Linked DNA regions of Neogale vison: region 1 is linked to region 2. A link is a contact called in public Hi-C data. All regions are on one chromosome and are shown on one strand. Each heading gives the region's core, a stretch centred on a gene start, on an enhancer-like site or on the middle of the called end of the contact. The rest is flanking DNA. Distances are from core to core; before and after follow the strand shown.

The links. Hi-C and Micro-C count contacts between places; a contact is called where the count stands out from the background.
Region 1: a Hi-C map of fibroblasts shows a contact between it and region 2, with 11 times the contacts expected there. The contact joins the promoter of CREB3L2 here to the enhancer-like site in region 2. A contact is called at or near these places in 2 of 3 Hi-C or Micro-C datasets (fibroblasts and muscle).

What each region holds. Positions count from the first base shown.
Region 1 is chr4:215,946,022-215,952,486 of ASM_NN_V1, forward strand. CREB3L2 (cyclic AMP-responsive element-binding protein 3-like protein 2) reads right to left here and starts at 4,402. Exons shown (of 12, transcript XM_044246663.1): 1 at 4,338-4,402.
Region 2 is chr4:215,864,821-215,871,302 of ASM_NN_V1, forward strand. It overlaps CREB3L2 (cyclic AMP-responsive element-binding protein 3-like protein 2), which reads right to left. Exons shown (of 12, transcript XM_044246663.1): 5 at 6,112-6,296; 6 at 4,056-4,202; 7 at 2,973-3,031; 8 at 1,600-1,668. Among named protein-coding and RNA genes, the nearest start is that of DGKI, 51 kb to the left of the region's middle. Within about 2 kb of position 2,996, the one cell type or tissue checked has open chromatin away from gene starts, as enhancers often do. A contact at or near this core is called in fibroblasts, where this site is marked.

The sequences.
Region 1 (6,465 bases), core at 3,152-5,651, 83 kb after region 2:
GCTCATCAGATTTTTCATGAGAGCAAAATTTAAGAGGGGGAGTTAGAAAGAGAATACTATTACAGCCAGTACTTGGGGTCCAAGAAGGGAGGAAAACATGAAAACAAAGGTCAAGAAAGGTGAAGTGAGGGCTTTGGAGACAAAGTCTATCTGCTTTGCAATTCTTCCATGAGAACCCATCACTCATCCTTCAGTTTGTGGAGATCAGGTGACAAGTAATGATCTTCTCAAGCCAGGAGGACCCCAGGTTCCCCCTCAGAACCTGGCCAGGGCCAACAACAGGAATCGTCTCCAAGGTGAACATCAACCCCAAAGCCTCAGTATCCCTCTGGAGCCACATGAGTCGCTGGGCCAGCCAGGAGGAAGAGGAGACCAGCAGCCTGTGAGATTAGCCAGCTCCATCCCAGCACTCAGTGACAGGGGTGAAGTCAGATGACCTTTACATCCAGATACCAGGCGGGTCGAACATCCCCTTAACTCTCTACCTCCCGCTGTCTGGAACTGGTCATTTCACTTTGAACACCAACTAGATATAAAATTATAATGCGGGGCCACCAAATAACCTTACAAGGTACTGGATTTATATGAATAGCACTGAAGACAAGCAGAACGTCTGTCATTATCTTTGCAAAGACTTCAGAGTTCCTATTGCAGAGGTTTTTTACAAAGATTAAAACCATTGCAAAAATTGAAAAAAAAAATCCCTATTTTCCAGATTGTTAAACTGAGATATAAGAAAGTTGCCACGGTCATAAAGTTTAACAGAACCAAACTCACGGTTAACCCTCCATCCTTAGAGACCCTTTCCACTCAGAGCTGCTGCTTCCTCCTCTCTTCCCCCAAGGCCTCCACAGACTTGGGAAGTGTTGAGTTTTAGTGGAGCATCAGATCCTCTCTTCTTCCCCTGGAGAGACTCAGGCTAAGATTACCTCCAGTCCAGTGTTACATGGCACCTTTAGGTTTCAATTTTACATTTTTTTAATACATTCAGGAGTCAAAGTCAGAACAGCATACAAGGGATAGCTTGTAAATAACTCCCTCACCCTGCTTCCTCTCTTGACCTCCAATCCCCAGGTCCCCTTGCCAGAAACAATTATCCATTTCTTGAGCATCCTTCTGAATATGAACGGTGTATATATAAGTAGATAAAACGCATAGCCTGTTTTGCTCTTTAAATTACAGAACCCCACAACAAATTCCCAGAAATGTAATTTGCGCAGAATCTTACAGGAACACGACATACGTATTAGAAACGCCTAACATCCAGGTAGGCTTGGGGGAAGGAACCAGGTTTCTCACAAGCATTTCAAACCAGAAAAGAGACACCACACACTCCTCATCTTTAGATCCGCCATCTTTTCTAAACCCACGTTTAGCCCGTACATACTCCAGAAACAACAGTGTTCGTAAAAGTACTACTCGCTGATTTAAAATAATACATTGTCATCTGTACAGAAACTATTTTTTAAGCTCCAAAAGGAAGCCCAAAGCTCTCATAACCCAGGATCTAATGAGCAAATGCATATGCATTCTATCCACACACTTCATTATTTTGTAGACTTCTATCCTATCCCCCCCGCCACCGCCCAAACCTTTGTCCTTCTGAACCAAGAAGACTTCTTCACAACTAACCAAATGAGAAAAACACTGCTCCTGATGGTTCACAGAAGTTGCCAGAGATGGTATGTCCCAGCTTCAGGCAACTTGAACCTTCTCTGTTTTTAAAATCAAGCAGGTGACAGGTTTTGCTAAAACAGAGCATGAGCGACCATGCATGCGGTAACTAAATCCCTATTTAGACCTGGAGGTCAGGCTATTCCACATTTTGGACTAATAGCAATAATAACCAGCTCTGCAACTGGATACTCAACAGAGTTCAAGAAACAGATGGGAAAGTTATCTATGTTCAAATCTCTGGCAAACTCCCCTTAGTTTAGAGGGAATATAATCCAGTCATCTGTACGACTAAATCCAATACCTCTTTCAACACTAATTCATATACACAGTGTGTTGGCAATGACTTGTAGCAATGATGAGTGGCATTTTACAAGAGTGAACTGCCCAGAGGAGAGACACATCCCTAAGTGGCAGACATAAAAGTCGTTAAAAAAAAAAAAAAAAAAAAGTAGAAGAAACATAATCACACATCACTGCTTCATCACAACAACATTGAAAAACTGAGCTCTTAATACCAAAAGGAATGTAACAGTGCAGAAAGATCTTAACTAGAGCCAGTGCAAACGGTTCTGTCTGGACTTAAAGGTCATAATCACAGGTAGCAGCATCTCAAATCCTAGTCCGTGATCACACAAGTGCAAATCACAGGCTGAAAGGAAACCTGTATGGCTGCGCCTAATTCATGCCACCAGCTGAAAGACAGGCCCAAAGCTATGGCATGACAGCTGCTGGATGAGACATTTTCACAGTATGTTTAAGTACAAAAGAGAAGAGCCGCCCACCCCCCAACACAAATCCCGTGTCAGTAGAAACACCTGGAGCACCCAATCACCAGAAGACATTTGAAGACCAAGGTGCTCTAAGCTCTGTGCTAACTACAGGAAGCACATCTGGGCCCTCAATGCAAATGAAGCCCATGTGGTCTCCTCAGGGAAAGCCTCAGTGAGCAAAGCCCAGATTACAGTACACATCTGGCTTTCGCCCCAGCATGAACTACCACTCCCTCTCCACCCTGCACAAGCCATTCTCAGCCATCCCAAGTGCCTTGGTGGGAATCACAGGGAGGCCCTCATCCCTTTTCCCAAAATAACGTCAACCAGAGGCAAAGGCCAAGGAGGGAGGTGGAGCCTACAGGCCATTTTGCAAAAGTTTCAAATATCCTGGCACTGACCCCCTTAGAAAAATCATGAAGGGGAAACAGCCAAGCTTCTCGTTTTCTCATTAGTGATCTCTCTCTCTAGCCTCTCACTCTCTCTCTCCTCATTACAAACTTCGGCATTTCTAAGAAACAAAAACCAAACAGATCTCACATAAAATCATATTAACATTGCCGGCTGTTGGAAACAATTTCATTTCGCGAATGTAATACCAATGATTTGAAATTGAAACTTTTAAAACAAATGGGCAGAATTCCTGTGACACTTCAATCCCCAAAGGGGTCCCTGAGGCATAAGACTGAACAAAGAACCGGTGAGCCGTCCCACCTTCTCCAAAGCTTTTCTGCAATATGCAGCTGCCTCAGATTTTCCATACTTGCTGATCTTTCCCCTGAAGAGAGAGGAAGCAGACTGCTTGGCTGTACAGTTAAAGAGCCCAAATAAAGCAGTCTCTCTCCTCGTATCAAACGGGCTTTCCCAAACACACATATACGCACACACACGTGTACTTCCTGAAATATAAACAAAAAGTAAAGAGAGAGAAAGAGTCTGACAGCGAAAGAAAGAAAATGCCACTTGGTTTAGCTTTTTAAAAACCTTCCCACCAAGTCAGTAGCAAGCTCGACAGTGGCGCATTATCCTCCACCACGACCCCCTTCGGCTTTACAGTACTGACAGCAAGAGCAAATGACACTGCGATGTGAAAAAGACTCGGGAAAAGACTATAAATTGCCAAAGGAATACGAACTGTCACTACTGTTACCGAAACTTGAAAAGGGCCAGGGGCCCGCAGTTATCTCTTCGGATCGAAAAACCACACCTCTCCCTAGATCTCCTCTGGGCATCGCTGCCTCTTCCCAAAGACTTCCCACGTCCCTGTCCCCAGCAGTTCCCTTATTGACAGTGCTTCCCCCTCGCCAGCTGCCCGGCCCCCGCCCCGCGAGTCCTCACCGTAGGGTACATTAGAGCCTCGGTTTCCCCGGGCTCTGACAGCTCGCTCAGCTTGCGGTCCCACTGCAGGACGCTCTGCTCCCCGCTCTCCAGCACCTCCATGCTGGTCCGAAGGACGCTGGGCCGAGGATGCTGAGGGCAGCAGGGGAGCGGGCAGAGCCGCCTCGGAGGGTAAGGTCCGGCTCCGCGGGGCGTGTGTGCGTGTGTGCGCGTGTGCGTGAAGCTTATGCACTTAGGAAAAAACGTTCTCTGCTCTGCCCGACGGAGGAGTGCTCAGGGCTCCTGTCCGGGGTCCTCGGAAGTCTGAGAAGTGCCGGGGGAGACAGGCCGTCCAGGGATCCGGCTGAAGGCTGCGGGGGTTAAAGCACGGCGCGCATCCAAAAGGAAGGCAGGAGAGCAGCTCTCATGCCAAGAAAATCCCTTCGCAATAAGCCTACTCTCCGCTACTCCTCCAGACACAAACTTTGAGGCTCCCCAGGGCTCCTCAGTTCGGCTCCAGGACCCAGCTATGACTCCACCTCCTTCTAGGGAAGCGACCAATCGGATACTCACCTCGCCCGCCCTATCCAATCAGAAGTCTGGCTTTCCTCCCCGTCCCGCTCCGAAAGGCTGGGCAGAGGGAAGTCTCTGCCCAGGCTTTGGAATGTGGGCGGGGAGAGCCTTTGACGTCACCGGGGAACACCTTCTGCCTGAGCGCGACCAGCCACCGCTCTCTGAGGCAGCGGACCAATGGAGTGCTGGAGTCTGGGAGTGATGGACTGAGAGCTTGGCCAGTGATAAAGGGGCGCCTGGGAGGAACAGCCAACCAAATAGCGACAAGAATACATTTCATAAAGGAGGGCGGGTGAACTCCGTGCCCTCGGTTAGAATCCATAAAAGTTCTCGCGCGCTTGTGGAGGGGAAGAGAGCCGCTGTGTGGGCAGATTTATATACTGTCTTAAATATTATATATGCTTATATAGGGTCTTAAAGATTTTCTTAATGTATGTTAGCTCCTTTGAGTTTTGACATTTTTAAAAAATTAGTTACGTATTCACAAATATAAATATTCCGCATTGTGCGTGAATTTGTATTAGCACATTTCTAGCAAATAGTCATTGTCTGTTCCTCACGTTTTTCTCCCTAGTTTTCTTATGCTCTTCTCCTGACACGTTTTTTTATGGGCTTCATTTTTTCTTCTTTCAGTTCACTCTACAGACATTATTGATAAAAGTCAATGGCTTGCTTCATCAGGTCCTCAAGAGCTGTGAATTATGACTTTGAATTCGGGGACACCAGGTGGCTCAGTAAGTTCAGCGTCTGCCTTTGGCTTCGGTGCCGGGGTCCTGGGACCCAGTCCTGCACCCTGGGATAGTGCCCTGCATTGGGCTCCTTGCTCAGTGGGGTGTGTGCTTCTCCGACTGCCCCTTCCCCTCCTTCTCTCTCTTAAATAAATAAATAAATAAATAAGACCTTGAATTCACAGAACTTAGATGTCCGTGGAGGAGTCAGGCAATAAACAAAGGAAAAAGGGCATAATGTTTAAAAAAAAATTTTTTTAAGATTTTATTTATTTATTTGAGAAAGAGAGAGAGAGCACACATGGGGGAAGAGCAGAGGGAGAAGGACAACCGGACCCATGCTGAGCCCAGATCCCCACTAGGGGCTCCATCCCATGATCCCAAGATCATGACCAGAGCTGAAATCCAAAGTCAATGAATAGTGAGTGGCATGCTGTACTTTCAGAAAGGGGTAACTGGTATAAAGAAAATAAAAGCGGGCGCCTGGGTGGCTCAGTGGGTTAAGCCGCTGCCTTCGGCTTAGGTCATGATCTCAGGGTCCTGGGATCGAGTCCCGCATCGGGCTCTCTGCTCAGCAGGGAGCCTGCTTCCCCCTCTCTCTCTCTGCCTGCCTCTCCATCTACTTGTGATTTCTGTCAAATAAATAAATAAAATAAAATAAAAAAGAAAGAAAAGCAAGGTGAGGGTATGCAGGCAGTTCTGTGCTATTTTAGATAGCACTCAGGGAAGCTCCTTGGAAAGTGACATTTGAGCAGGGACCTGGATGAAATGAGATTTGGGGAGGAGCTGGTGTTTTGCTGACAGACAGGGAGGCCCCATATGGCTGCAGCAAGACTCGCCAGGTGTAGTGAGTGTTGGGAGAGGAGGCCTGAGAGATGGGCAGGGACCCGATCACCAGGCTGCCTAGATTAGGGAAGAGAGAGCCTATTCTAACAGTCTTCCCCCAACACTGTGATTTTTCTTTCTTTCTGGACTCCTCCCTTAAGGGAATCAAAGTTGTTGGAAATATAATTTGCTCATTTTATTTTTAGCATTTTTTATTAGTTTGCTTATTTTAAATATAAAGGAGTCTACCAGTTGTCTCAAGTTTCTTACAATGGCACATTCAGATATTAAGTATTACTTCCTCTCCTTTGCAAGTTTTTCCCGGTGAGTGGGGTCAGTCAAAGGTCTTGGAACTCTGTGGTCTTTAAACAGTGGATTATCATGTGAACTATTCCATTTGTCTGGTCCTATCTCCTGGGACTTTTGAGAATACTTTAAAACTTGAGTAGAAATTCCAGTTTATGGGCATGTACCATCTTTGTGTAATTAGGTTTCTCACTCTTCTCTTGGTCCTTGGTTTTCATTTTTTGATCTGCTGCCCCCTTCACCACATCCTTTTAGCATAACTCTCAACA
Region 2 (6,482 bases), core at 1,746-4,245:
AAGCTGAGCCCATACTGCACCTCTGCTGCCCCCGTGTGGCTGTGAGAAGACCTGGCACCTGGAGCCCTTCAACAAGGACAAACCCGGATCAAACTCCAGGATTATCTTGGATACATTCTTCTTTCTCTTTCACCAGTTCATAATGTGGATTTGTCCCACTCGTGAACATGGAGCATTGTAAGTGCTAGGATGGGCATTCAGGACGCTAACAAGTGGACACAGACTCTGGTAGGGGTTCAGGACCCAGAGATCTACTACGGCAGGAGTGAAGTTGGAGGTAAGAAGGGGCAAAGCCTAGGGAGACTACTTGACCACAGGGAACCATGAAAACAGAACCCTAAAGCGGTAACGGAAACCGTCCCCCTTTGCCGCAGGGGATCAAGGCAAGAGCACCTGGAGCCAGGGGGTGTTTATTTACTTCTGCCATCGTCTGTGGAGCACCTGAGGCAACTGCCCTCGACCTGCTGTTTGAGCACAGACGTTCCCAGAAACGCAGAGGGAAGTCCAGTGGGTTACAATGTCCGATGTTCCCACTGATGGTAGTTTAAGCTTAGAAGTAGAAAATCCTGCTGCCTAAGCATCGCACCACGAAGACGGCAACCAAATTTAGTGTTATCAAATGACAGGCAAATAGATTTAACCTGATCCCTTAATGATTGCAAAATCATTATTAGGCATTAATGCTAAGCCTTGAGATGATTAAGTAATATTCTTCTTACCTAAAAGGCTATTTTTCTCGGCTTACATTGTCAGATCTGTAACAACTAAGGGCAACAGGATCCCCTAACGAATATTTTAATTTTTAAAGTGTAGTAGGCACTGCGTACACATACACACATTCTAGATTAAACTCCCCAACTCTTAACCCTATACCTTAACCCCTTTTTGTTAATCCTATACCTCAACCCCTTTCTCTTGCATATGACCCAGGATACCACTCAATACACTTCTCTTACATTTAGGCTCCAGAGACAAGTTGCCTGCATTCAAATGCAGCTCTATTATTTTCTGTGTGACTTTGGGCATATCACCTAACCATCTGAGTCTCAGTGATCTGCTCTATATAATGGGGATATTAATAGGACCACCTCATAGGGTTGCTGGAAGGTTAAGGAGCTGACATCTGTGATGTGCTAAAAACAACATCTGACAAGAAAGGGCTAGAAGAGCCTGTTAACTCACTCTGTCTCCAGATATTTTTTTAAATGGGTTTGAAATATCATTAATTTTTATAAACTGTAACTTAAAAAAAAAACAAACCTGGTGTCCTCTTTTCCTTTCACGAATAAACACCATCTGTTACTATGATTGGGTGACAATGAAGAGGCCAGTCCCTCCCGTCCACCTCTAAAGCTGAATGTCTTTTTCATGAGAAACAAACTTACCATCCTTATTCTCCTCCAAGCTTCCTGCCATGTATTTTAGGAAAAGTAAAGAGTGTGTGTGTGTGCGTGTGTGTGCGTGCAAGTGTGCGTGTGTGGAATATGGCCATCCCGAATGCCTTCACACCTTCCTCCTACTGCACCTTCCTCCTGGATCTGCCCTTCCCCCACTTTCCATTAGGCAGTTTCAACAGCTCTTCACTCCAGCGACACTCACCTATTGGTGTTCTCCAGAACCTCTACCTTCTTCCGAAGCTCCAAGTTCTCAGTTGAACAAGACTCCACCCTACAGAGGAGCAAGAGAGAAGACATTTAGTTGTATCAGTTGAGCAAATGCAGGTGGGGTTTGGAGAAGGAGGACTGGGCTTCAGCTACTCTAGGAAAGTGAGGGAGAGAGCCCAGCCAACCTCAGTTGGGAAGAAAGGTAAGAAGACAAAAGAAAAAAAGAGAGAGAGAGAGAGATGAGTAACACGTGCCTCGGAACAAGAAAATGAATAAGGATGGTACAAACTGTAAAGTCCTAGGGTGTTCCAACCTCGATTTCTTTTATTTCATCCCTATTGCTCTCAATGTCCATCACTCATCTCCCTCATCTACAGGAGCCTGGATGCTGCTGGCTGTAGTCTTGGCCAGAAGGACTGATAGGGATAGACAAGGGAGGAGGAGAAAAACGCAACGCCTCAAGATAAGGAATCCAGCTGCAGGAACATGCCTCCCAGAGGCATTAAAGACCATCTTGACCCTGAAGCCTACAGAAAATAATGAAACAGCATGGGACTACTTCATGCTCAATTACCAACACCTAACCTAGGAATGTAGAGAGTAGGAATGTCAAGTAGGAATGTCAAGAACCAGCCAGGATCTGCTCTTCTCCCCAGACACACAGGAAGATTCACTTCCGGGTCGGGGGCCTCATTTCTGGGTCAGGGGCCTCATTTCCGGGTCAGAGGCCTCATTTCCGGGTCAGAGGCCTCATTTCCATCTTAGACGGTATTTGTTGGTCAAGTGGAGAACTATATTTCTAAGGCTAATACAAAATTGCATCTCATTCATGTTTTTCGACAGCCCTCCTGATCTTCTGGACTACTCGGAAGAACAAAGGGTGCCTTCGAGTGTTTTTGTGGGTAGTAGCTAGCTTGAAGCATGAATTACAGTGGACGGAAAGTAAAGAACGCCGGCGCCACTCGCTGCGCGGCCCATGTGCCTTCTCTAGGGCGTGAGGGATGAATTAGCACTGCTCCTTTCGGCGGAAACAGTGCCTCTCCTCTGAGGAGAGTTCCAGGAACGGGAATGAGTGTTAATATTTGCACTTGTTTGCAAGGAAGCCTTCGAGGGCTTACTCTGTTTAGAAGTGCTGTGGTACCAACGCCTGCTAAGATTGAGTGCATTTTTTAACTTAAGGCCGTCCTTGTAAAGCCTCCCCCTCTCAAATCCACTAGGTGGCAGGCAAGACCTAGGGGATGGACCAACCGGCTTTGCTGGTGGCCAGAATGAACTTGATCCACTTTCCCTGAAAACAGAAGCTTGGCACACTCCCATTTTCCTAGGCAGATCACCCAGTAACACACCCAGTTTCGGCAGGAGGCTTACTTTTTCTCCAAGCTGTCCATGTATTCTTTCTTCTTTCTCCTACTTTCCTGGGCAGAAATCTGACACAGAAGGGGAGAAGAAAGGATTAACTTCCTGCCAGCTCCAGAAGTCAGTTGTGTGTAAATGGAAGAGAGGAGTCTGTTCGCACAGAAATCCCCAGAGTCCTGCTCATTTCTGTGGCCGTTCTTCATTGAGATAACCCGCTGGCTCATCTGTGAGTCATCTCTTCTGACCTCCCTGGTTTCAACCAGCCTGTGTGGTCACTAGTTCCCACCAAAGTGGGCCCCTCATGGGAAGCCTGGCAGGCTTGAGTCAGAACAGAACATGTGGGTCACACACCATCTATGTCATCTTCAATAAATGACTTCAACTCCATGGGCCTCAGTTGGCTCAACTAGAACAAGTACACCAAGACAGTTGGGCTTGGTCAGACATAACCCCCTTCCTGGTTCTGCACAGGGACCAAGAGTGGTAACTGAACTCTCTTTTTCTTTCTTTCTCTGTCTCTTGCCTTCTGGCCTGTCTGTACCCTAGCCATGCCCCCTGAACTCACCAGTCCTGATTTGCCCTGTAGGGACCTAGGGCTAGGAGACTACTAAATCCAGGCATAGGACAGCAGATTACAGGATTTTTTTTTTTTAAATCAAAAACCTAGTAAAAAAATTAAACACCCATAATGCATTTATATTATTTATAAATTATATACATGCCCACGAGAAGGAAATATTGTGTATACCATAAAACAGAAACTTAAAAGGCTGATGTAAAAAATATTAATGGGAGTTCTAATGTTTTCCTCTTAGCCCGGAATGGATCCCCATGGGCACCAAGGAATAGGCACACCCAATTTGGGATCCACTGACACAGAGGATGGGTAGAGGGACTAGAGGAACACAGAGGTCAGTGGGGACTGTGTTCCTGCTCCCCACTGAGGGGAAGGGCAAGACTGAGCCTTGTCCCCCTTGTCTTCCCTCCATGAGATGGGCCAGTGTTGGCCACTGGGAAGAGGGGGAATGGGGGTACCCAGGCTTAATTCTTGTCATGGTCTCTGATCATAAAAGCTCCTCGATTTAAAGGGCTCACCTTGTTCTTGATTTTCCTCCGAATCTTCTTCAAAGCCTTCTCCTCTGATTTTGTTAGAGGCAATTTGGTGGGGATGGGATAGCCCTCGGCGATCAGGGTCCTCTTCTCCTCTTCTGTCAGGACCAGTGGACCTGACCCTTGCAGTTTCTGTGCAGATTAAGAGGCAGAAAAAGGGTCAAAGCAGAACAAGTGGGCAACACTCAAGAAACATGCAGAATTCAGGGGCGCATGGGTGGCTCAGTGGGTTAAGCCTCTGCCTTCGGCTCAGGTCATGATCCCAGGATCCTGGGATCGAGCCCTGCATCGGGCTCTCTGCTCAGCAGGGAGCCTGCTTCCTCCTCTCTCTCTGCCTGCCTCTCTGCCTACTTGTGATCTCTCTCTCATGTCAAATAAATCAATAAAATCTTAAAAAAAAAAAAAAGAAACTTGCAAAATTCTGAGAGGAAAGGTTGCTCATATGCTTCAGGTGAGAGATGAGTAGTCTGAAGTGGAAGCAAAGATGGAGAACACAACCAAGGATTATCACTCAAGGGAAAGGGTGAAGAAACCTCCACCCATCAATTCCCAGAAGGTACCCCAGTGGGTAAAACATCAAAAGAAACATTACAGGATTCATTTCCCACATCTCGAGATTCATGGCCTTGGAGTGACGGGGGATTCACTTGGAGCTCTTGGTGAATGAGTGTCCTTGTTCTCCTGAAAACACAATTTTTCAAGATGCTCTCCACATATCAGGGGTCACTTCTTGTCCCCCACTAAAAGCTTAGGGGCCAGGGCTCCCAGAAATATACCTGCAGGCACATCTCATGGAAGTCTCTGGCTTCGGACAGTCCCAGATTGTCCATCAGCAGTGAAGACCCGGACAATAGCTCATCTCATTTAGCCCATCATAGAATGATGAAGCTGAGCGCCAACAACGTCTGAGCCCCACATTCAAGGTCATGGAACACTCCAAAGAAAAGGCATCTCTCAAATCATAGCTTGTGATCAAGACTGAGACTGAATTAATACACACGGAAGGCTGAGGGAAGTAAACATTATGCTGTAATACAACTCAATGTGCATTCAGAATCTGGGGATAGAGACACATGAGTGTGTGTGATAAGGAAAGGCTTAAGGGTAGGAGGGGAGACTGACATTGGGTTACAAGAAGGGGATGATTTACATAGAGAGAGGAGGGCATTCCAAGCAAAAGGCAGTATTCTGAAAAGCACTTGAAGATGCTGTCCTGTCTAGAATGGATAGGAAGTTGTTGAAACAGCAAAAGGTCAAGGTGCCCAGTATATAGTAGAAGTACTGGGGTTTGATACCAAGAGCTAATTAAGAAGCGCAAACAAGACACTGTAGGGACACCAGGAGGACTTCCTAACACAGCCACAGATCTAGAAATCTGTGGGGCACACTGACTTTACACTGTCAAAATTATATTAACTGAGAGATGATTTTATCATTCTTCAGATTTCATAGAAATCAATGAATTCTTCAGAATAGTAAAATGTTAATTCTCTGTCTCTATTTTTATCTGGAACAAGGTGTCCTTATACACATTAGGGATGAATGATGACTCCTGCTTTCCAACACGAGTCTCTGGGTTGGGAGCCGTACCACAGGCAAGAAAGTTAAACTATACTTTTGAGCTTTCAGCAACAAAACATTTCATCTCGGACAAAGTTTTAGGTTCATCAAAGACTGCTTATTTGAAAAACAAGTTATTTCCTATCATAGGCCACAGGATTACCAAAAGTGATGGTAAGTATTTGGGATGTGATTTTGAGGAGGAAGGCAACACAACAGTGTGACCCCTTCTGCTCTGGCTGCGTCCAATGAAACAAACAAGCGGTAACGCGCATGTGCACCGGGAAAGGGAGAGGATGGTGTTAGCACGAGATCAACAGGCAGGTCTTAAAAAGTGTTCTTCAAGGTGGCTATCACCCTGCTTTAGCAACTAAACCTAAGAGTTCCTTACAAGAACAAAAGTCAAGTGGCCTTGAAGGACACCCACTCCCAGCGAAGCTCCAAGGGACCAAAGGGTAAGGGCTGCCGGTGAAATACTCACGTGAGGGGCCGTGAGGAGAGGGGAGCTGGACAGGGCCGAGGGGGCCCGCGCCACGGCTCTGGCAGGGCTGTGGGTCTGCGGCAGGCCGAAGGGGTGCAGGCGAGGATTGGGGCTCAGGCTGCCCTCCGAGTCGCTGCTGTGGCTGCTGGGAGGGGTGGGGGGTAAGTGCAGGTGCTCCACGGAGGCTGAGGGAAAGAAAGCAGGTTTCATCCATCAGACAGCAACGAAGCAGGACCCGGAGGCGGTCAAACAGCTGCACGTCCACACAGCCGAACGCGGGTCAGCTGAACAAAGGGATGGAGATTCTGCGTGTGCGGACAGGGAAGGATCTCCGGTGTATTTTGTTAGGGGGGAGAGGGTAACATCGAGGT